2 separate regions of the Mus musculus genome follow, and region 1 is linked to region 2. A link is a contact called in public Hi-C data. All regions are on one chromosome and are shown on one strand. The core of a region is the stretch at or near the end of the contact, and the rest is flanking DNA. Distances in the headings are between cores, read along the strand shown.

Region 1 (4,167 bases), core at 50-2,549, 280 kb before region 2:
TCAGTGAGCATCCTCTTCCACAGACATCAGTACCTTACAGTTCCCACAAACTCTGTCCCGCCCTCTCCTCTTCTTTGGCAGGAAAGTGTGAACTGAAGGACAGAAGCCATTCTCTGAGTCTCTGCATTTCTTCCTTTTGTTAAGAATCCACTATGAACTATGTTTTCTAATATAAATGAGGGTATAAATGATAGATTAGTACAAAGTCCAATTTAACCCACTGACAGAGGAATAAGCACACGTATTGAGGAGGTATAGCTACAGTTGGACTAAGTTGACTTTCTGAAACTACTCACAAAGAGCAGCCTTCCGTGCCTCCTCTTTTCACAATTCCGAACTAATAGCTTCTGATTATTAAAAACACTAATAGCTTCCAATTATTAAAAACCAATAAAAGACAATGCATCTCAAGGCCGGTTTTGCAGCTTATCATCTGCTCTGGAGAGCTTGGCTGGGGGTAGGGTACATCTGAAGATTTTGGCTGACAGGAATTTGGAGGCTTATCTGTAACGTTCAATTATCCGTGTTATCTCCTCTGGGCCTGTATCTCTCCATTGTTGCTGGAGGTAATTGTGATTTGAGTTTTTCCAGGAAGATGACATTTCCTGGCAAGGGCTTTCTTGACTCATCCTATCTTAAATAATAAAACTTCTGTCCAAGCAAACTTCTTAAATTGGGAACAGTGATTTGGCATGAGCCCAGGACAGATAAATTCAGCGGTATCTCTGGAAGCCAAGAGAATGAGGGAACTCTTAGAGGGGAACAGAAAGGAATTATATTAAAGATCTGAGTTTGAAAGGAAAATCAATTGGGAGGAAAAGCTGCTAAGTCAGCCGTTCCGCTTTTAACGAATGGCGGTGATGCTTGGAACCTGCAGGCGCGCAGGGAAGCTTAACTCTCGAGGCTAAGGATTTACTGACCCCTGCTCCTTTTGCCTTGCACAGAGTCTACCATGCAACTGAGTACAGATCCACAGAATGGCTGACAGAGCTCAAGCTGAGTATGAGTGAAGGCCAGTTCAAGTTCATATGTGATGTGCACGCCAAAACACATATTATTTTAGAAGCACTAATTAAATGAACTTCCTGAAATACATCTAGATAGAAAGGGCCCCAGAAAATTGTACTCTGATCTGCATTCAGGAAAAACAAACAAACTGAGTCCAGCCAGAAGCATTCCTTTATTGGTAAAAAGTTTCAGCTGAGCAGTGGTAATGCTATTTAAAATAATAGTTCCTGATGACAGAGCTGAGTGATCTATCCAGGCTCCATGGGCTGTTTGCCACCACTGCATAATTGTTTCCTACACGTGTGTCTGGATGGTTGTTCATATTAGAGTACAGCCTTGGATGTTTGCTGGCTAGCACAGTCCTGCTGCCATCTTCAACTCAGGGCTTCTGGTAATCCAGTGTGCCATACTGTTCTGCTTATATCAACAGATGGAAACACAACTATACTATCTCAGACACTTTCTGTCTCTCTTCCATGAAGCTCCACCTCTCCCATGGGCCTATCCCTAATGTCTAAGCATAGGGTACTAAAATGCTCCATAGGCTCGCCCTCAGCACTTGTTGATAAATTTAGTTATTACTTAAAACTGTCTCTTCATTGCTTATGGTTTATTAGTTCTCAGGGTAAAGGTGATTTTCAAGATAGGAAGAGAGAGCACAAGGAAAAAGCTAAGCCAAGTCTCTTAGAGTGACAACAGAAATTCACTACCATTAACTAAATGAGATATTCAAATGATCCAGTAGTAAAGCACAAATGTAATTACACAGTCTATGAACCAAGACGCAGCTTTTGACATGGCTGTAGTTCTAGCTACCAGAGACTTAAGTGGACTTACACTTTGATGTGCATAATAATTTGCACCTGAATTTACCTGAATCCTACCCTGGCTTATTGCACTGCACTTTTGATGCCAGCTAACTCTACACATTTTTTTTTTTTATTCAGTAAATAAATACAACCTTTAATTCGTCTCCAAAAACCCACTGGGGAAAATGAGACAAGCTTTCTGGAGATACAGACCCCTGACTCAGGGCCCTGTGTGTTGTGCGTGGGAGGAGGGTGGGGTGCGGGGAGCTTTTACATCTGCGTGGTGACAAGCATCTTAAAGGAATTGATGGCAAAGGGAGCAGAAGCCCCCAAGTGGCAGGGGAGCTTTGGACTCAGAGGTCAGCCAGAAGACTGGAGGCAGTTTGGATTGGTAAGATGATTGAAAGAGGATCTCGGAGTTTTGTATTAAAGGGATGTGAAGCAAGGGAGGGGCCCTGTGTGAAAGGGTCTCATTTCAACACCAGTGGAGTTTCTGTGACAAAGGGTCCAAAGTGGGAAACGGTGAGCATGTCCAGGGAGAGGAACAAAGGTCTAAGGAGTCCACGTTTTCAAGAAACTGTGCAAGTGAGAGGGGCGGGTTTGGGGAAAGTGCTGACTGAAGGTTACCTTAAGAAAGGAGCCTCATGCCTGTGTCTCAGAGGGCTGCCTTGTCTGATCTCAGTGGGAGAGGATGCCCAATCCTGTAGAGACTTGATGCCTCAGGGAGGAGGGATGGTAGGGAGCACCCCCTCAGAAGGGAAGGGGAGGGAGGAGGGGGTGAAGAACTCTGGGAGGAGGGACTGGGAGGGTCAACATTTGAGATGTAAATAAATAAAATATTTTTTTAAAATGTTAAAAAGGAAGGAAGGAGGGAGGGAGGGAGGGAGGGAGGGAGGGAAGGAAGGAAGGAAGGAAGGAAGGAAGGAAGGAGCTTTATTGAGAGAGAGAACCTTATGATCAAGGCGAGCATGCAAGGGCTTGCACTGGGAGAGCATGAGAATGGAGCATCATGCTTGAGGCAGCATGGTTGGACTTGATGTAGGAGAACATTAGACGCGAATACATTAGGAAAAATGACTCCTAACAAGTGGAGAGCAAGGCAGAAGGGGCTGGCTTCCAGAGAAGTTCCTGGGATGCAGGTGGTACTGTGACTCTTGCAGCTTGCTTTTCCCCCACTGAGATCTGCATGTTCACATCAGGGCTTATCAGTCCTTTATCCCAAGAAAAAATTGGCAAGGATGTGTGGCCTGATTTCTGCAGGCCAGAGATGTGGTATTTTAGAGGGACCAGTATCTTGAAGTGGCAGGCTCATGTTCTAACATACACACACACACACACACACACACACACACACACACACACACACACACACACGAGACGGGAGGGGGGCATACAGAGGAATGGGATACAGGCATGGTTTTATAGGGAAGGAAAGAGGAGGAGGAGAAGTGGGCAGGGGATGATAGGTGTCAAATCTGAATTCCTGGCTTTTGAGCTGAGCTGGAAGATAGTAGGCAGGGGCTGCTTGTCTGATAGGGTGCTGTCAGCTATAGGTCTCTGAAGCAAAGGCTGCTATTCAGATTCCGTATCAGGAAGACATTGTCCACGTAAGGCAGTGTAGTATGTTAAATAATAGTCTGAGTCAATCTGAGTTGTCAGGCAGGCTACAGAGGAACTGTAGATTTAAGAATCAAAATTGTTATTTAAAGAATATTTACAGTATGAGTCAGGAGGCCCAGGAAGAGTTTTAGAATTAATTTTGAATTGAATTTATTAAGAAGGGATGAAGTAAATAGAAGAGATAATAACAGAACAGGGACATGGAAAGGTGTAGTTTTTAATATTTAAGGTAAGTGAGGAGAGGCAGTGGGAAAGAAATTGAAGAGTAAAGGTGGGTTTCAGTGGAGTCATTATGAGTGTCCCATAGAGCAGTTTAGAGTCCCCCTCACCAGGATCTCAAGTCACATGCAAGGGGATAGTAGAAGACTGTCCACTAGAAAGACTAAGATGACCGGGTAAGTTTAGCTTTGAACCTGTGACACTCTAGCTCTCCATACTCATTGTCGTCAGTTCTAGCAACCCATGTGCAGCTTTGTTTTATAACTTGCGTTATCTAAAGTTACAGTTTTCCCACTGGCCAAGCATTGCATTTTGGCCATGTGGTAAGTACTGTCTCGTGGTCAGCATGTCTGATAGCTTGTCCTAGAATCATATAAGGATGAGTCTGAGATATCAGATAACCAGATCTTCAGGAGAGGCAGAAGTGATTACCATAGCCCTGGAGGAGGAAACTCAGGGATCCTGAATTGCTGTGATAATTCATAAGAGTCTAAAATACAAACAAGTATTT
Region 2 (4,160 bases), core at 1,423-3,922:
TTCAGTTCCAAAGAAGGCTTGATTAACAACCAGCCTGCTAAAGCTGAGTATCTGAGGAAATGTTGTATTGAAATACCGAAGCCTCAGTGCTTAATAAACGCCATCCAGTCTTCTTCCACAAAGCTCAGTACGATAGAACTCTTATATGAACCAGGAAAGCACGTTATATGCAAGTTCAAAATTTCTGTTAAATACTGTTAAGAAATAACCAGTGAAATCATATTGAATAATATATATTAACTTAATATAATAGAAACATTTCATACACATCAAAGCATAAATCTTTTTTTTTTTTTTTACATTATCTTTTGGTGTTGGAGTTTTGAAATCTCACCTGGTGTACACTTGACATAGAGAGCATGCTGGAACTGGCGCTGGATACTCAGAGTCCGTGTTGACTCCTTTATTGGAAAAATGATGCTCTTAAGGGGGTACATTATTAAGATTAGAGGACAAGAAGCAGAATAAGATATTATTTATTATTTAAGTACTTGTAAATTTTTATCTACGAGAGAGAGAGAGAGACAGAGACAGAGAGAGAGAGACAGAGACATAGAGAGAGACAGAGAGAGAGAGAGAGACAGAGAGAGAGAGAGAGAGAGAATTGGGGTATTCTGCTGCTCAGTGCAGGCACCTGGCAACTCACTGGTTGTGTCTATATCACAGCCACAGGTGCTGGCTGGAGTTCGGAAGCTCAGCTGTTACTAGGGGCTTTAACAGATTGACAGCTGCTTTTGAGACCCAAGCTTGAAACTGAGGCTAATAAAGTCCTAGCACAGAACTTGAAGTCTGGTTTGTGGAGACAAGGCCACCATCCTGTGGAATCTCAAGGAACTGCAGTGAAGCAGTCCCCTTGTGTGATTAAGATGTGGAGGGCAGAGTCCTCAATGCATCCACCCTGGGAGAAAGCTGTGGAACATGTGATCAACCTACCTAAGCAGTGTGCAACAAACCTGGAAAAGATCCAGGGAAGGGTCAGAGAAGGGTGATTCCGAGTAAAAGGCAGACTGAAGTTACGAAAATGTGTATGATTAGAATCAACGAGATCATAAAATGTAAGATGAGGACTTGTCCATATCGAGATTTGCTAAAACTAAGGTTGAAGTCTCAAGTATGATATCCAAATCCACGGTTTTTTACCAGGAAATACCTTTAAACCTTTTCACATATTTAGCTTTTAAATAAGCTAAGTGGTGTACGATGCTGTGTTAATGTTTTTGAATAGTCATGCCAGTAAGGCCAATTATCAGGAAGTTTGGAAGTGACAAATTGTCTTCAAAATGCCAAATTGTTTTGGCAATATTAAGAATCTCTGCCTGTTTCTATGGAAATCCCACACTTATCTACCCTCTGGCACCCAAACACTGTTATGTTGTTTACAACATAATGACAGCGTTCCAAAATATTAGAAATGCACAATGTTGGTGCTTGGAATTGTGAAGCTAATAAAATGGTAAGAATATGTGTGCCGAGAAGAACATTCAATATTCAAAATTACGTCTTCAAGGCTTTTTTATTTTAGAAAAAAGAGAAAATTCCCCAAGTACACTGCTATGGTGTCAGATGGATGACATCAAAGATGAGTTATTAACCATGTTTTAGATCCTGTAGCCAAGTTAATGTGGTTATTGGTTGTGGGCAATATAGATTTATCGATTAATGATACATAAAAATATATTGCCCTTAAAAATATAGGGCTGAAATGTTAGGTGTAATGGCTTCTACATGCCATCTAGACAAAGGCTCCTCTTACTTCATGGTTAGTGATAGACTGAAAAATAGTCTGAATTGTTCTGAGTGTTATCAAGCAACCACTCTAGAGTTAAGTTGCTCTTTCTGTATGTTGGGTATTTCTAACACAATATTGTTGATTCTATTCTTCTTGCCCTTGTTATATTTTAATCAATGATATGACTAAGTACTTAGAAAACATAGTTACTGAATTAGTACATGATAAAAAATTGAAGAGTAGCTTACATGACAAATTTCAGAATGAAGTTTTAAAATGATTGTGATGAACCTAATCCAAAATAATGACACTTAATGAAGCTAAGCTGTCTTGTAATATAGGCAAAATAATGACATTTACAACGGGATTGGGAGGACTGTTCTTTGAAAGAGTTTGCATAAAAGTACTCTGGGACTCTAGTTTACTGTAAAGAAAATCCTCCCACTCCGAGGTATACTTTACTTAAATGGAAGTTTGGATCCCCCAATGAAATTTGGTGGCAGATGATCTCTGAGGGAAAGACATGTGGACACCAAAATAGAGCAGATGAAAAGAGGGCTTCAGTGAGCCAGGGGCTGCCAATCTGATGAGACTTTTATAGCCTATCTTTCATTTTCCTGCTTTTTGAAATGAACATCCCAGAACAACAAAGGCATTCATTGACCTGTGGTAATTTCCATCTCCCAAATTTTATTCTGGCTTTCTATACATCTCTCTTTTCCATCAACTCATTCTGAAGTTCTTTGCTTTCACTTTCCCTATGTTAATATTTCTAGGGAGGAGGATGGGAGGAGGGAAGCCTTAACTTCCCTAAAGCCTTGAGGGCTGACTGGGGTTGCAAGTCATTTTATAAACCAGCAGTTTTTTCTAGTTCTGTGATAATAAAATAATCTCTGTTTCAGGTGTGAGGTTTATGCATCCATGTTGACTGGACCTGTGATCTGACTCTCTCTCCCTCTTTCCCTTTCTGCCTCTCTCTCTCTCTCTCTCCCTCTCTCTCTCTCTCTCTCTCATTTATAATCTTCCAAGAAACAGAGAAAATATTTAAATGTTTATAAAACTATTTATATTTGGAGGGGATATCAGTGAGGAAAGTGTCTTGGTTGCTTATTTCTCTCTGCAAAGAATATTTCTAACGTTTAAGGGCATTTTCATTTCAGCGTGAAAGAAGACACACACAGCACACACACACACACACACACACACACACACACACACACACACATGCACACCCTCTGAACAGCTAAGCAGGCTTACCATAGAATCAGTGGGTTGTTGTTTAAAACACAGTTTCTACCTAAACCACAGCTTGTCCCAAATTACTTTTTTCCCTCCTCTTCTTACCTTGACTGCTGAGTCCATCCTACATTCTGTGCATGAATTGCCTAGGCAATGAAGATGTATAATCAATCACTGGCTGGAAGGAGATGAGGAGATCCTTCAGGAAGAGCTGGCTAATCCCCAAGGTAAGGCTCTGAGGAGACTGAGGGCTGGTCAGAGAAACACTCTCTATTGCTCATAAGACAGGGGGACACATTTTCCTCCTCATCCAGGTCATACCAACAGTTCTAATTTGGATCCTGGGCTAATGCTATAAGAGTTAGTTAACCAAGAATCTGAAACTAGATAGCCCAGGGTCCTAGGGTAAAACCAAATACTATGATTCTACTAAAACCATGTAGCAATAAAAGGACTCTTAATGACCTTCTGTTCTACTCATAGATCAGGGCCTTGCTTAGCCATCATCAAAGAAATTTTCTCCTGCAGAAGAGAGATGCTAACACAGAGATCTACAGAGAGACAGCCAGACATGACACAGACACTGAGAGACCTTGGAACACTCAGCCAAAATGGGAAAATTCTCTCAAATTCCTTCCCTCAGGGTTAGGGAAATCTTGTGGAAGAGGAGGCAGAAAAGAGTATAAGAGCCAGAGGCGATGGAGATCACCAAGGTAACAAGGGCATTCAAAACAGAACAGGTCTGAGGTGCATGTGAACTCAGTGACAGAAGCCACATGTACGGGGACTGCATGAGACTATAACAGATGGGGTCCTAGATCTGAAAGGAGTAGGTACACATGCCCCATGCCTGACCCAGAAGCTAACTCCGACGAATAATTACTTGAAAGTAAAAATTTAGTTTTCTCCAAGGAAGGCTCACTGGGAAAATTACTCTTATGGGCAGGCTGCATGCGCAGCAGTAGATGGCCAATATAGCATTAACTCAGCAACTTCTTTGGTGGTTCCTTGTCTCATAATGTCAGGTTGGGGCCCCTTATTGTTTTAAATTGTGTCATATATATATATATATATATATATATATATATATATATATATATAATGTTTTGTCCTATTCTGAGGTGTTACTTTTTGTTTTATCTTACTTTAGTATAATCTCTCAGACTCCTGTTTCTTTTCTAATGAAAGCTGA

The links. Hi-C and Micro-C count contacts between places; a contact is called where the count stands out from the background.
Region 1: a contact with region 2 is called in a Hi-C map of the N1E-115 cell line, with 3 times the contacts expected there. The contact joins two enhancer-like sites. A contact is called at or near these places in 1 of 39 promoter capture datasets (hippocampal neurons), 1 of 15 datasets of contacts at CTCF or cohesin (the NIH/3T3 cell line), 10 of 484 Hi-C or Micro-C datasets (the HL-1 cell line, MC3T3-E1-derived osteoblasts, the N1E-115 cell line and 5 more) and 1 of 115 datasets of contacts at active chromatin or transcription factors (extraembryonic endoderm stem cells).

What each region holds. Positions count from the first base shown.
Region 1 is chr6:36,969,828-36,973,994 of GRCm38.p6, reverse strand. The region is part of intron 22 of Dgki (diacylglycerol kinase, iota); the gene reads left to right. Among named protein-coding and RNA genes, the nearest start is that of Gm52857, 68 kb to the right of the region's middle. Within about 2 kb of position 1,299, at least 7 of the 459 cell types and tissues checked have an H3K27ac peak or open chromatin away from gene starts, as enhancers often do. A contact at or near this core is called in the N1E-115 cell line, where this site is marked.
Region 2 is chr6:36,688,318-36,692,477 of GRCm38.p6, reverse strand. No RefSeq gene overlaps it. Among named protein-coding and RNA genes, the nearest start is that of Ptn, 120 kb to the left of the region's middle. Within about 2 kb of position 2,672, at least 2 of the 459 cell types and tissues checked have an H3K27ac peak or open chromatin away from gene starts, as enhancers often do. A contact at or near this core is called in the N1E-115 cell line, where this site is marked.